Regions from separate parts of the Mus musculus genome. Here all the other regions are linked to region 2. A link is a contact called in public promoter capture Hi-C data. All regions are on one chromosome and are shown on one strand. Each heading gives the region's core, a stretch centred on a gene start, on an enhancer-like site or on the middle of the called end of the contact. The rest is flanking DNA. Distances are from core to core; before and after follow the strand shown.

Region 1 (2,700 bases), core at 77-2,576, 2.8 Mb after region 2:
CTGGCTTTTTAAGGTTTCATATTAAAAAAAAAAAATCACATCCCAGGGGGCTGGAGAGATGGCTCAGAGGTTAAGAGCACTGACTGCTCTTCCAGAGGTCCTTAGTTCAATTCCCAGCAACCACATGGTGGCTCACAACCATCTCTAATGGGATCTGATGCCCTCTTCTGGTCTGTCTGAAGACAGTGACTGTGTACTAAAATAAATTAAATAAATAAATCTTAAAAAAAAATCACACCCCAGGTGGGTTTCCTTTAACACCCAACCTGCGTCTCCACGTCCTCCAATATTACAAATTCTTAAAGGTACATTCATGTGGTTCTTTGAAGTTTTTTTCATTACAGAATTTGGTACTGTAAAACCTCCAGGTAAGGGGCTGGTGAGATGGCTCAGTGTGTAAGAGCACCCGACTGCTCTTCCAAAGGTCCGAAGTTCAAATCCCAGCAACCACATGGTGGCTCACAACCATCCGTAATGAGATCTGACGCCCTCTTCTGGAGTGTCTAAAGACAGCTACAGTGTACTTATATATAATAAAAATAAATAAATCTTTAAAAAAAAAAAAAAAAAAAAAAAACCTCCAGGTAAGCCCGGTTTCCTTCACACAATATGTTAGTTGTTCTCTCAGCTCCTCTCCATCTCCCTTTCTCCATAAACCATATCTACTTGCCAGTGGGTGCGGAAACAGAAAGACCTTAGCACAGTGATTTAGTACATAGTTGTTGAAGAACGGTTATACTTGGTGGCTTATAATCCTTCTTGCTTTAGAATTAGTTTGTGACCCTGGGGTCACTTATCTCTGTCAAATCCTCTCGGTGGAGTGGAGGTATGGTGGCACCTGCTCATATGCTCGACACAAGACTGCCACATGTACAAGATCTGGGCCACAGACTCTCTGCCAAAAGGCAAAAAATATGGAAACCTCCTGTAAGGCGGATCTAGTGCAGGGTGTTAACTTGGCTCAAATTTGCTTTTTAAAAAAAAGTCAACGGAGATAGAACAGAAACGGAGAAGGAGGGGTGAGGTACAAGGAGAGGACCTGAGAAAGCCTACGGGAAGGAAGAAAGGTCAAGCGTGCAGAGTGACCTTATTAACCAACTAGCCAGACCCGGCTCATCACGTGACAGCCGCCGCCGAAGTCTAGCAGAGCTCCCTCTCGCGAGGAGAGGGGCGGTTTTTGTCACTTAGCTGCTGCCCCGCCCCTAGCCCCGCCCACCCCATGCTCTCACCCCAGCCGCGCCCCCTGCCTCGCGCCGGCGCGTGGCGACGTCACGCCGCCGCGCGCAGCGACGCCGGGACGGCCCCCCGCGACGCGACGTCGGAGGCGGAAGTGGCGCGGCTGTCGCTCTTGGGCTCTCACTGCCGGCTCCGGGTTCTGCGAGGAGCCTCCTGCCAGCCGCCGCGTCTCCCTGCCCTCGCTGCCCCTCCATGTGCCCGGGCGCCGCCGCTCCGCCTCGGGCCGCTGCTCACCCCGGGGTTTATGGAAGTGATGGAAGGACCCCTCAACCTTGTGAGTGGTCGCGGGCTGAGTCGGGGACCGGTAGGCTGCGGGGAAACGCGGGCTGAGGGGGTCAAGCGGCACTGAAGGGGGAGCCGCGAGCTCATGGAGGGGACCCTGATCCCCGGGGCTCAGGCCTCTCCCTCGGGGCCCGTGGCATCTGCCCTGCTGGGACCGCGTCCCAGCGCCACGTAGCCGCCGCCTGCAGGCCGCGGGCAGAGTCGGGGTGTCGGGGCCGCGCCTCGCACACCGCACCCCCTCTTCCCTGCTGCCCTCGCAGCTGGGCTAGCGAAGGCCCCTCTGAAACAGCTGGATCGGAACCCCAGTCCACGCCCCGCAGCCCGGTGCCTTTGCTTTAAGGCTCACGAAAGTACCAGACGTGTTTGCCTTTCTCAGAAACACATACAGAGAGACACACAGGGGGCCGGGTCATTATTGTTTGGGGCAAAAAGGAACACACACACACACACCGCCCCAAACAACCCCACAAAACCCCAAACCTCCCACAGTTCTGTTCTAAGTGTGATCACAGGACATCTTCGGGTTTCCTGGGAAAAGGTTCATGAAATTCAGATGCAGACGTCTGGTTCCTTAGTGTTGCGGAGTAAAACTTTGCAAGTCCCAAGTCTGTAGGTGGTTTGCGATGATGCGGAGGGATTGAGAGCAGGACCGGGAAAGATTGATTGCTTCCTTTGGAACTCTGCCCTCCCTCCCGGCTTGGAAGAGCCTGGTCCGTGCTGTGCAGAGAAGCCAGAGTCTGTGGTTTCAGACTATGGATTTCTGGAGCCAAACTCCTGGATTTGAACTCGGGCTTAGTCACCTAATAGCCTCAAGAGACCTTGAACAAAAATTTTCACTTCATTGTTTTTTTTTGTTTTTGTTTTAACCCTCGTTCGTTGTGAGGATTAAAGGACTGAATAGATAAGAGACACGTAGAACTGTACGTTATGGATGGAACATTGGAAGAGTTAGTTGCTCCAGTGAGACCGTAGCCCCTGTCACTTAATGAGATTTGGGAGTGTTGAGCGTCAACGCTGGAGAGTGAACACCTAAAGCTATGGTTCCATCCCTGGCGCCAGGTTTGCAGCTCCGAGAAATCTACCCAAGAGTTACTAATTTAGACCCTGCGTCCGTTTCTAAGTGGATTACACTTCAGGCTAATGAGGCTACACTGGTGAGTTTTGGGGAGCTAGGGAAATAAC
Region 2 (2,700 bases), core at 102-2,601:
AGTTGGCAAGGATGGGAGGTGAGAGCACAACGCGTACTTTTTCTAGTTACGTTTCGCCTCATCACCGCTACGGGGGCCTTTCCACTCGGCTACACCAGGAGGCTGATCTCAGACTAATCTTACCCTCTTCCAGGGGAGCCTCGAGGGGCCAGGTAGAAACAGAACAGATGGCCTGTGTTCCCGTCAAGTACCTAGACTCACAGGCAAGTACTCCTAAGACTCTCGAACCAATGAAGGAGACGCACGTACATCCTTGCTCAGCCAGGCAGTCCCAGCGGCCACCCTCCATCCTGGTTTCAAGCTCCAACCCTGTCCCAGCCAGCGCCAGACGTTACACTCCCCACTACTCTGTACCCGCCCACCCTCCGGGCCCAAAAGGACAGTGATTCCGAACGGGGTGCTGGTGTAGCCTCAGTGCCCGCCCTTCCCTTTCCATCCTGGCCAGAAAACTCCACTTCCCGGATTCCGGGCCACTCTCTCCCTCCCCCAGCGCCGGCGATCCAGCAAAGCGCCGTCCTCCTGCCAACTGGGGACCCAGCCCAGTGGCACACCCCGTCTCCCCAACTAACCCCTGGACAGACCCCAGCTTCGTCCACTCACGGGGGCTCCGGAGAGGGTGTCCCTCTATTCGGAGCCTTCAGGCACCCTAGGGTTGAGAAAGTCCCACCCCGCCCCCCCCCCAGCCACGCCGCCAGCCTCTAGCCCTGGCTCGGAGGGACCTCCACCCTAGGCGACGAGGGGACGTTGGGGAGTCTCCCTAGGCACCTCCAACACCTCAAGGGAGGGAGGGCGCTCGTGGCCCCAAGGCCCGCTCTCTGTGCCCGCAGGCCCGCAACCCCGCACGGGGGCGCGCACTCGGGGGTCCCCCCTGGTCCGCGGGGTGCACTCACGATGGTCACGCTGGCTTTGCGCAGGTCGCGGTTCTCCTCCTGCAGCGCCTTGCACTTGAGTTTGTAGGTCTCCAGCTCTATCTTGAGCACCTTGTTCTCCTGCTGCAGCGAGGCCAGGCGGTTGGTGAGCTCCTCCAGGCGGAACGGCGAGATGACAATGCCCCCCGACTTCCCGCCGCCGCCCCCGCCGCTGCCGCCCGAGGTCGCCGAGCAGGACGACTGCATGGCTGCCGGGCCGCCGCCCGCCGCGTCCGTGTCGCTCTCGCTCGCGCTGTCCGCCATGGCTGGGCGAGTGGGCGCGGGGAGCCGGGCGCCGAGGGCCGGGCGCGCGGCGAGTGGGCGCGCGGCGAGTGGGCGCGGGGCCGGGCGCGCGGCGGCGGCGGGGGAGCTGGGGAGCGGGGGAGCTCAGAGCGCGGCGCGGGCGGGCGGCAGGGCGCAGACGCGCGGCGGCGGCGGCGGAGAAAGAGAGGGCGCTTCCCGCGGCCGCGCGAGCTGCTCCGCCAGGGAACAGAGACCCCGCCCGGACTCGGGCAGTACTGCAGCGCCGGGACTCTGGCGCGCTCCGCGGGGCCGTCCCCGCAAAGCCCCAGCCCCAGCGCTCTCCTAGCAGCTGCACACAGACGCTCGAGCCCCCGCCGCCTCCCCGCGCACGTGCTCCCGCCCCGGAGGGTCCCCTGCGTCCCCGGGCCCCAGCCCCCCAACACACACACATACACCGCCGCGCCGCGCCGCCTCTTCCGGAGAAAGGCGGACCCCACGCAGCGCCAGCCCCGCAGGTGCCGGGACACGTGGGAGGGGCAGCCGGGCTCCTTGGGCCACCCCACCCTCCCACCCCCGCTCAGCTGGAGCCTGGCACCTTGGATCGGCGCCGGCGCGCGTGGATCTCCCCCAGGGTGCCCCGTGCAGACCGCGCTTGGGGCTGGGAACAGAAAGTTGCACTGCAGTGGGTCGAAAAAGAAGAGTATCTGTGTGTCTGTCTGTGTGTCTGTGTATCTATTTCTCTCCCTCTCTGTGTGTCTGTCTGTGTTGTGGCATGTCGGCAGCCACAGGTTAGCCTAGCTTGCCACAAGGCCCCGGTGCGTCCAGTTGTTTGAACCAGGCGCCACCCACCTTTTTCTCTTTACCTCCTGCAAAGACTCTGCACCGGTCACGGGGATAGGATTAAGAAACCAAGATTTGTCTAGTTAAAGAAACGGGAGCTTTATTTAATTTTTTTTTTTTTTTAATCTCAGAAGGGTTGAAACAAACTTCAAGTACCAATTTTCCAAAGTAACTGCAGGCACAATGCTAAACAAATAACCACGATTAAGTGAGGGGAACTGTATAACCATTATTATCCGCTGCTCTCCAACTCCTACAAAACTCCAGGAGCTAAAAAATAAAACCGTAATTACTACTGTAGAGAGCCCAGCTTCAAAGAATCAGAAATTCAAATACTGTTAGGCCCCTCCCTCTTAGGAGAGCTTGCTTGTAGGAAACAGGCCTAGCAGGTGAGAAGGGTCTAAACACTTCACCTCCTGATACAAAACAGCTTTCGTTTCTGGGGGAAAAAATGGAAAGTGAAACTAACCAGGCGGGCTTTATTATCCAAGTTTAGTCGACGGAAGAACAAACTCATGGAAACAAAATGCAAAATAAAGGGGTGCGGGATGAAAAGTGTTTTCTGGCTGTCAACTGTTTTATAGTTTTATAAAGCGCTTAGCCATGACTACATGGCTTTCCTGGCTCATAACCTTGTCTTTAAACCAAATTGGATCCAGTGGTTAGACATGTTTCGTCCCCACTGCTAAATAGGAACTGGTCTCACCTC
Region 3 (2,700 bases), core at 128-2,627, 2.6 Mb before region 2:
ACAGAAGCAGGGATTAGTCTTCCCTTCTGATACTAGAGACCAGCCATTTTGTTCTTCCCCATTGCTGCCCACTATTTCAAGAGGCTATCCCAGGACCAGCCCCGCCCCCTGTCTTCTGAAACGCTGGGTCCCACTTTGCACATACATACCCTCATAAACTCCTCCATGATCTTGGCAGGCAGCTCTGCTTCTTCCTGCAAGCCTACAGGTTCTAGAATGGCTGCTGCCTCAGCCAGAACCCTGTAAGGCATGAGTGAGATTGTGCTATGGTACCACACGAGCTCGAAGGAACATATGCAGTGGCATCTATGTCAGGAGGGTGCCAATGCTCAGAGGCTACCCAAGGGTCTTAAGGGACTTTAGGCTGAGATCAGAAACACCATGTACCTGGACAACATACAGTAGCAACTAAGCGCCATGAGGAAATCACCTGAAATACTGGAGGATAGGGACTGTGCAGACATGACTACATGTTTAAATAGGGGGGGTCACAATGGGTAAAAACTCGATGAATCCGTCTGAAAGCAGCAGGGGCATATATACAGAAACAGAGAAAAGCCAAAGTTCAGGCAAGCCTTGGAAGACATGCTAGTAATGGCTGATCTCAGAACGTATGATGTGTAACCCACCCAGCCTTTCCAGATTGGCTGGAACAATCCACTAGAGGACAGAGATACAGATAAAAAAATACTAAAGAAGAAGGTTGTGACAGAAGGTCCTAGAATGGTAAAGGGTTGGTTACGACATCTGTAATGGAGCTGGCTTTTTTAGAATACTACGCCACAGGGCTCAGGGTGGGTGAGGTAATGTCCCTCAAAGGCAGCATCCGACATAAGGTGACCTACGTCAGCCATCCAGATGTATCACTCCGCATACAGAAAGAAGTCCCTGCTTAGTCATACCCCTGCAGCAGAATGCCACAAAGACCCTAATAGGCATCATTCCAAAAAAGAGACGTTGTCACACAGTCAAATTCTGCACTCCTGAATTGAGGCGACATCAACCCTCAAAGGCCACACTCATGGAGTAGGATGACAGTCTTTTCGGGCTGCATTATCTTTTCTAATTGAAACTGCTCCTCGGGGCCTACACTCCAGAATCCAGGTGACATCGTCTCTTAGGGCCCGCACTCCTCAGCTAGGGTGACAAGATCCCTCAGAAGTCGCACTCCTGAACTAGGGCGCCACTGTCCCTCCGCCGCCACTGCCCGAGCCGCCGCCCCAGGCCCTCGCCTTCCACACTCACTCTTTCGTCGCAACAGCGTTGTTTTTCTCCGCAACAGCGTTTTTCTCCGCGTCCGCCATCGTTCTGTCGCTCACCACGCCTTTGGATTCTCCTGGACTGCCCGCCTAGGTCGAGATTGGTTTCTGGGTAAGTGGGCAGGACTTTAAATGACGTCACCTCTTTTCATTGGCCGGAGTCGATTCCGGTCCCGCCCCCGTACGCAAGCGTAGGCGGTTTTTCGGTTCTGGGGGCTGGCTGGAGGTTCTGAGCCTGCGCAGTAGGAAGCACTGATAGCTGAAGGCCAGACAGTGAGAAAGCAAAATTTGGTGGGTGCAGACACCGGAAAAAGGCTATTATCTGTTCCAGTAGTCACGCTTTCCTATTAAATGTACTGCTGCGGAAGAAAGGAGGTGGGCCTCTCCTCCACGACGCTGAAGAATACTGATCTTATAAGTAAATACTATATGAGTTCAAAACATTGTGCTTTTAAAGACCTTAATCAGAGATCCCAGTTGGGTCTCTTGTGTGGACAAGTCCCAGCTGAAACTGAGGGTGGGCGTTGGTCGCCAGAGTGCAGGAGGGAGAGAAAGAAGGCTGCACCTAGAGAACCCAGAGCCAGCAGCTTTCTGAAATACTCTGCTGAATCCTGAGCTGTATCTGAGGAAATTTCCTGAAGGGAATTTTAAAGATGCTTTGGAGATTAAAGCAGAGTCGATATTAGATACCATTTTCACAGATTGGTATTGAAGAATGCCTACTCAATGGTGAGCAGATACACCACTGAGAAGTGTCGCCTTGCGACTGGCAATAAATAACCCTACCTACGTTGAGCACTGCTGTGGCACCATCTAACAGATTAAAGGAATGAGGCCTTAACAATCCCTTAAATGTGAGACCAACTAGACTGCAATAATGAAGATGAGGTTACAAAAAAAAAAAAAAAAAAAAAAAAATCACCAAGCAGTAGGTTCGGCTTACAATTCCTGATCTTTGCTTAGTCATTCCCAGGCATGACTAAAAGAAAATTCATTATTAGATGAATAAGTCACTGTTTAGAACAGAAATGGATGTTAAGACATCAGACAAGCAGAACATCTTTGTGTTCCAGAGAAGGAGTAAACAGAAACCAAGATGTGCTACAGATGTGGGCAAGAGGAACTCTCATGTTACTGCTGGGTGTGTTTTGAAAACAATGTTTCCTCAAAGGGTTAAACATAGAATTACTGGATGATCTATAATTTTCCAAGTATAATTACAAAGGAAATTAACATATAAACACAAAAATGCACACAACACACGAAATCTGTAAGAGCCAAAAGTAGAACAAACCTGTCATGACACAAGGAATGAGAAGAACTACTGTAAATGGAATACAAATTTATAATAACCAAAAATGGGGTATTATTGTATGGGAATCTAGCAATGAACCTTGAAAAAATGAAGCCAGGTAAACAAAATTGCAGATTTGATTCTTTC
Region 4 (2,700 bases), core at 81-2,580, 2.5 Mb after region 2:
ACACCAATTCAAACTGTGTTTCGTTAAGTTGCACTTACGTCTTTTCCAAATGCGCACCTGCAAATTAATCTCTCGTGTACAGGCGGGGAATAATACAGTCAGTGCCTACGTCTTAAAAGTTTCTGTGAGGGTATTACTAAGATAAAACTCATTATTTAATGTATTTAACAAGGTACCTGGAATACCACACTTACTGGCTAGGATGCAAAACCCACACACACATACACACTAAAAGCCTGCCTTCTTAACTGAAAAGGATTTCCTGGGCCACTGCAGTTATAAACCCATGTTTAATTCTGAAAGTCCAAGAAGACCTTAAATTCAAGGGTAAGATTTAAATTCATAATATCTACTATCTTCCTTTGCCAGCCACCACCTACGTCTGCAAAAAGTCCAGAGAATAATCACTCTGCGGTGACCTAACTTCATAAACCAGCCCGATAGTTGCATTGCTCTAGAGACTCATGACAGCGATAATCTATTCTGACAAAACGCCCCTTGCCCCTCAACTGGTGTTTCTCGGGCGCCCTACGGATGGATAACCACTAGTATACAGAACCCTTGGCTGTAGCAAATGGCCTCTCAAAGCTTCCCGCTATCAGTGAGTCAAGGAGCAGCGTCATCAGGCCCAGAGGCAAACAACAGCTGCGCACAGCTGTGCTGGGTGACCGCTTTGGTTACCCGCCCGACCCCATTCACCTCCTAAGAAACAGAAAAATAGACAAGCGCCATCCACAGATCTCCACGGCGCACACAGTGTGGCCTACGAGCAGCTAAGGTTGACCCCGAAACCTCATTCCTAGGGAGCAAGGGTCAAAGGTGACCCCGAGTGACCCAGCAGGCCCTAGCGGCACAAGAAGGTTAACGACCCTCTTGTGCCGTTTTTTTCCCAGCGGCGAGAAGCCTCCACCAGCTGCCGGAAGTATGTCACCCCGACTGCGGGGATGGCGGGAGTTGTAGTTAACTGGCTATATCTCTTGCAATAATAGTTCAGTTTTATCAAACAAGTAAACACCCTGAGGCTCTGCAAAACGAACGCGCTGCTCGCTTTCTGCCAAGTTCTTAAAAAAATCCTGGTTTCCCCTGCTCCGCAGGACGCGTTCGTGCCCCGCGCAAGCGCAGGCTCGGACTACACATCCCAGCGTGCCTTGCGGCGCTCCCGCCGCGCCCGGCTGTAGTCGTTGGTGTGGGCCGCGTGAATGGAGCTCCGCGCGTGAGGCAGCGCCTGGCACGGCCCGCGCCAGCGCCTGTCTGGGCCCCGGAGCGTGAGTGCGGGTAGCGGCCGTGCGCGTGCGCACTCGCCTTCGCGCGCGGGCAAGCGCCCGACCATTGGCGCGCTAAGCGGGCGACCGTGCAAGGCGGCCCCGCGCGCCCCGCTGGCCGGTTGTTGCGGGGAGGTCTCCCGCCTGGCGCGGGGGTCCGCGCGGGTAGCCGTGGCGGCCGCCGGAGACCGCAAGGGGCGGCGCAGAGGCGGAACGGGCCGGCCGCGAGCCGCGCAGGAAGCGCCAAGCATGCCCCGCGACAACATGGCCTCCCTGATCCAGCGCATCGCTCGCCAGGCGTGTCTCACCTTCCGCGGCAGCTCGACGGGCTCCGAAGGGCCGGCGCCGGGCTTCCCGGAGAACCTGAGCCTGCTCAAGAGCCTGCTGACCCAGGTGCGCGCCGAGGACCTCAACATCGCGCCGCGCAAGGCGCTGCCGCAGCCGCTGCCCCGCAACCTCCCGCCGGTCACCTACATGCACATCTACGAGACGGAGGGCTTCAGCCTGGGCGTGTTCCTGCTCAAGAGCGGCACGTGCATCCCGCTGCACGACCACCCGGGCATGCACGGTATGCTCAAGGTGCTGTACGGCACGGTCCGCATCAGCTGCATGGACAAGCTGGACACGGGGGCCGGGCATCGGCGGCCGCCGCCAGAGCAGCAGTTCGAGCCCCCGCTGCAGCCCTTGGAGCGGGAGGCCGTGCGACCGGGCGTGCTGCGTTCCCGGGCCGAGTACACCGAGGCCAGTGGGCCCTGCGTGCTCACTCCACACCGGGACAACCTGCACCAGATTGATGCCGTGGACGGGCCAGCTGCCTTCCTGGACATCCTGGCCCCACCCTACGACCCGGAGGACGGCCGGGACTGCCACTATTACCGTGTAGTGGAGCCCATCAGACCCAAGGAGGCTTCCGGCTCTGCCTGCGACCTTCCCCGAGAAGTGTGGCTCCTGGAGACACCACAGGCCGACGACTTCTGGTGCGAGGGAGAGCCCTATCCAGGCCCCAAGGTCCTACCTTGAAGCTCCTGCCGCCCGGGGAACTGTGGGCCAAAGATGTACCCTGCCCTGCTCAAGAAAGGCCTGGCTGCCCTCTATCTTCCATAAGGGCTCTTCTCTCCGCCCCCTCGCCTGGACGATGGATTTACTGGAGTGACCAGCGCCACATCTTGAGGAACCTTGGGGAACACGGCCCACTGGAGTACAGCCACCACCGGGCACGGTTATGGGGGCGGGTGGGCGGAAGGCTAGGTTGATTCCTGGTATCCTCAGTGCCACCAAGGCTTTGATTTAAGGGAACCGGGCAGGGACCCTAAAGCGCTTCCATCCTAAAGCCATAATGAAACCATTTTTGTTTCTCATTCTCTACAAAATACACTAAGTAGTTTTGAATCCCTCTTCCCTTCGGTGACTCAGATTTGTTTTCTCTCCTGCCCACGAT
Region 5 (2,700 bases), core at 164-2,663, 2.1 Mb after region 2:
GAGTTCCAGGACAACCAGGGCTACACAGAGAAACCCTGTCTCGAAAACAAACAAAACAACAAAACAACAACAACAAAAAAAGAAACTTAACAGATCTCCATTTAGTTCAGTAGAAATAGAGGCTGTGTTAACCATCAACATAGGCGTGGGGTGTGGCTCTGCTGATTGAGGGCTTGTCTAGAATGCACAAGGCACTGGGTTAGAACCCAGCTCCACTCCATCTTAAGTCAGGCTCGGTGTGGCAGCCCTATAAAGTCCATAGTAGGAAAGTGGAGGCAAGAGGAGTTTTAGGAGTTCAAGGCTACCCTTTGACAAAGGCAAATAGGATACCTAGAATACATAACAAAAATAAGAAATATTTCACAAGAAAGTTGAAAGTTTTGTGTATGTTTGTAGCAAACACGTCTTGTGACTACTAATATGGTTTGCACAATAACTCAAACAAAGCCTGGCTCAACATTCCAGAGAATTACAGAGGACTTCCTAACAATACTGCATCTACTAAAGAAATTCTATGATCCTGCAGTATTCGCCTCGACCCACAAATCTGGCAAGAGTATATGGTTCGAACTACTATACTTCAGGAGCCGGTAAGAGGTGAAAATTAAAATTAAAATGAAGATGTCGCTACAAGGATATAAGGGGTTTCTTTTCATTAAAATACTAAAATAATGAACAGGAAGAATACTTTTAACACTTGACTGGGGTTCCCAAGAAATATTCTCGACTACACTAAGTGTAAAAGATTTTGAACATATTTTAGATAGCTAAAAAACAAACAAACACTGGATTCGTCCTCCTTTTTTCCTAGTATTTGTGCATGTATCCATGTTTAAACTTACACCTTCCTGGAAAGCTAAGAACATGCCATTTGAGCGTTCACCCCGCGGCGCCCCACAGTTTGATGCTGGCTCACACGGCTACAAGCAGCACCTTGCATTACACGCCCAGCTGCGCGGGCCGGGGAGCAACTCGAGCACCGACTCCCGGAGCATCACCTCCCCTGCAAGCCTTGGAAGACCGGCAGGTGGGATGGGCCCCGGCGTCCTCCTGTTGCCCCCGGCCTCGCTCTCCTCCTTCGGTGCACCCTTCAGGCGTGCAAGCCGCGGAGCTCGCCCGGCTCTCGGTCTCGGCCCAGGCTGCAGCTCTCCAGTCCCCTGCCTCGCTCACCTGCTGCGCGGCGAGACCCCTCAGCAGCTGCCCCTCCATCTCGGTGCAAGGCACGGCCGATTTGAAAAGCGCGCCCCAGGGCTGCAGCTGCAGATTGCACCAACCGCTCGGCCGTACCAAGTCTGGTCTGCAGGGGAACCCGGCCCACGACGCCGCGCAAGCGTACTAGGAGCCTCTCTGTCTTTAAAACAGCACGGAGACCCGAGACTCTGAACAGACCCTCTGCTACCGCAGGGCTTAAGCGAGGGCGGGGAGTGGGCGGGGCCTGTTGTGTGGTAGGCGGGGCCTAAATACGAAGAGCAAGTCCGGGTGGGTGGGGTCTGTGGCAGGCGGGGCCTGAACCCGCCTGGGTTTTGTCGGCTAGTGGGCGGGGCCTCAACTGGTGGGCGGGGTGGAGCCTTAGAGAAGGCTCGCCATAGAAATCTTTGGCAGGTGGTTTTCTTGTCAGGTTTAAAGTGCGCCTTCTTCTTGCATCCCGCCCGAAGTTGTTTAAAGGCATGAACTGACCGGACCCGACAGACCAATCAGGGATATAAGGATCCATTATCTGTCTCTCAAACATGGCTGCACTCAAAGATCATGCTCTTGAAGGCTGGGCAGACAGACACATTTTGCGAGTACTTCTGTCCCCGGGTTTGTTCGCTTCTAAAGTGACAGCAGACAACACTATCCAGAAGCCTGGTCGTTATTAGCACAGGCTTTTATTAAGAAAGAGGAAGGGGAGATGCTGAAATGCTGAACTCGAGGCCTTAAGCACAGTGAGCAACTGGTCCACCACTGAACTATCCAGCTTAGACTTTTAATTAGAGGATGTACACACCCTTGTAAAGTGTTTAAAATTACCCCTTGACATATCTTGTACCGGAAATGTGTAGGGCTTTGGACATTTTCCTCCTGAGGGAAGACTCTACCAAATCAACTCTCCTACACCACCCTCATTAAAGGCCTGGGCAAGGCTCCTTTTATAAACAGAATGACCCTGTTTATTTTGGGGACATCTCACTTGTTCCAAAGTGGACTTTCAATGATATGGTCATCTTACTTACAGACCTCCTTGTTAAAGCAGTCAGTTGAAAGATGGACTTCTTAAAAAGAAACTGAGTGTGCCAGTGAGATGGCTCAGCAAGGAATGGTGCCCACCTAATGCCAAACCTCCCCGCCTAAGTTCCAATCCCCAGGATCCAAGTGGTGGAAGGAGAGAACCAGCTCCCAAAAGTAATATCTACATATGCGCCAGGACATGGGCATACCGCCCCCCTACACTGAATACAGAGGGGGGGAGGGAAAATTTGTGTGTATGTATATATACGCATATATGTATAAATATATATGCATATACGTATAAATATATACATATGTTTATATGCATATAAATATATATGATATATACATGTATGTTTATATATGTGTGTATACATACATATATGTGTGTGTGTGTGTATATATATATGTATATGTATATATTCCTTCCTCTCAAATGGATAAGTGCCTGGTTGAGAGGCTCTGGACTAGGTGATTCTAGAAGCTGCT

What was found. Promoter capture Hi-C pulls out the DNA fragments that hold promoters and counts their contacts.
Region 1: a promoter capture Hi-C map of pre-B cells shows a contact between it and region 2. The contact joins the promoter of Nrbf2 here to the promoter of Ccdc6 in region 2. A contact is called at or near these places in 2 of 39 promoter capture datasets (liver and pre-B cells).
Region 3: a promoter capture Hi-C map of pre-B cells shows a contact between it and region 2, with 7 times the contacts expected there. The contact joins the promoter of Zwint here to the promoter of Ccdc6 in region 2. A contact is called at or near these places in 4 of 39 promoter capture datasets (the C10 cell line, liver and pre-B cells) and 1 of 484 Hi-C or Micro-C datasets (pre-B cells).
Region 4: a promoter capture Hi-C map of pre-B cells shows a contact between it and region 2, with 5 times the contacts expected there. The contact joins the promoter of Ado here to the promoter of Ccdc6 in region 2. A contact is called at or near these places in 3 of 39 promoter capture datasets (liver and pre-B cells), 1 of 484 Hi-C or Micro-C datasets (the G1E-ER4 cell line) and 1 of 115 datasets of contacts at active chromatin or transcription factors (pro-B cells).
Region 5: a contact with region 2 is called in a promoter capture Hi-C map of pre-B cells, with 4 times the contacts expected there. The contact joins the promoter of Rtkn2 here to the promoter of Ccdc6 in region 2. A contact is called at or near these places in 2 of 39 promoter capture datasets (liver and pre-B cells) and 1 of 484 Hi-C or Micro-C datasets (B cells).

What each region holds. Positions count from the first base shown.
Region 1 is chr10:67,283,907-67,286,606 of GRCm38.p6, reverse strand. It overlaps Nrbf2 (nuclear receptor binding factor 2), which reads left to right and starts at 1,326. Exons shown (of 4, transcript NM_001036293.2): 1 at 1,326-1,510. The coding sequence starts at 1,481. It overlaps Gm46200 (a long non-coding RNA gene), which reads right to left and starts at 1,174. Exons shown (of 3, transcript XR_001779690.1): 1 at 1,087-1,174.
Region 2 is chr10:70,095,772-70,098,471 of GRCm38.p6, reverse strand. It overlaps Ccdc6 (coiled-coil domain containing 6), which reads right to left and starts at 1,351. Exons shown (of 9, transcript NM_001111121.1): 1 at 891-1,351. The coding sequence starts at 1,172. The region is part of intron 2 of Gm51771 (a long non-coding RNA gene); the gene reads left to right.
Region 3 is chr10:72,653,523-72,656,222 of GRCm38.p6, reverse strand. Zwint (ZW10 interactor) reads right to left here and starts at 1,377. Exons shown (of 8, transcript NM_001293683.1): 1 at 1,246-1,377; 2 at 150-240. The coding sequence starts at 1,304.
Region 4 is chr10:67,547,585-67,550,284 of GRCm38.p6, reverse strand. Ado (2-aminoethanethiol (cysteamine) dioxygenase) reads left to right here and starts at 1,330. Exons shown (of 1, transcript NM_001005419.2): 1 at 1,330-2,700. The coding sequence starts at 1,512. The coding sequence ends at 2,282.
Region 5 is chr10:67,978,283-67,980,982 of GRCm38.p6, reverse strand. Rtkn2 (rhotekin 2) reads right to left here and starts at 1,413. Exons shown (of 12, transcript NM_001359319.1): 1 at 1,171-1,413. The coding sequence starts at 1,209.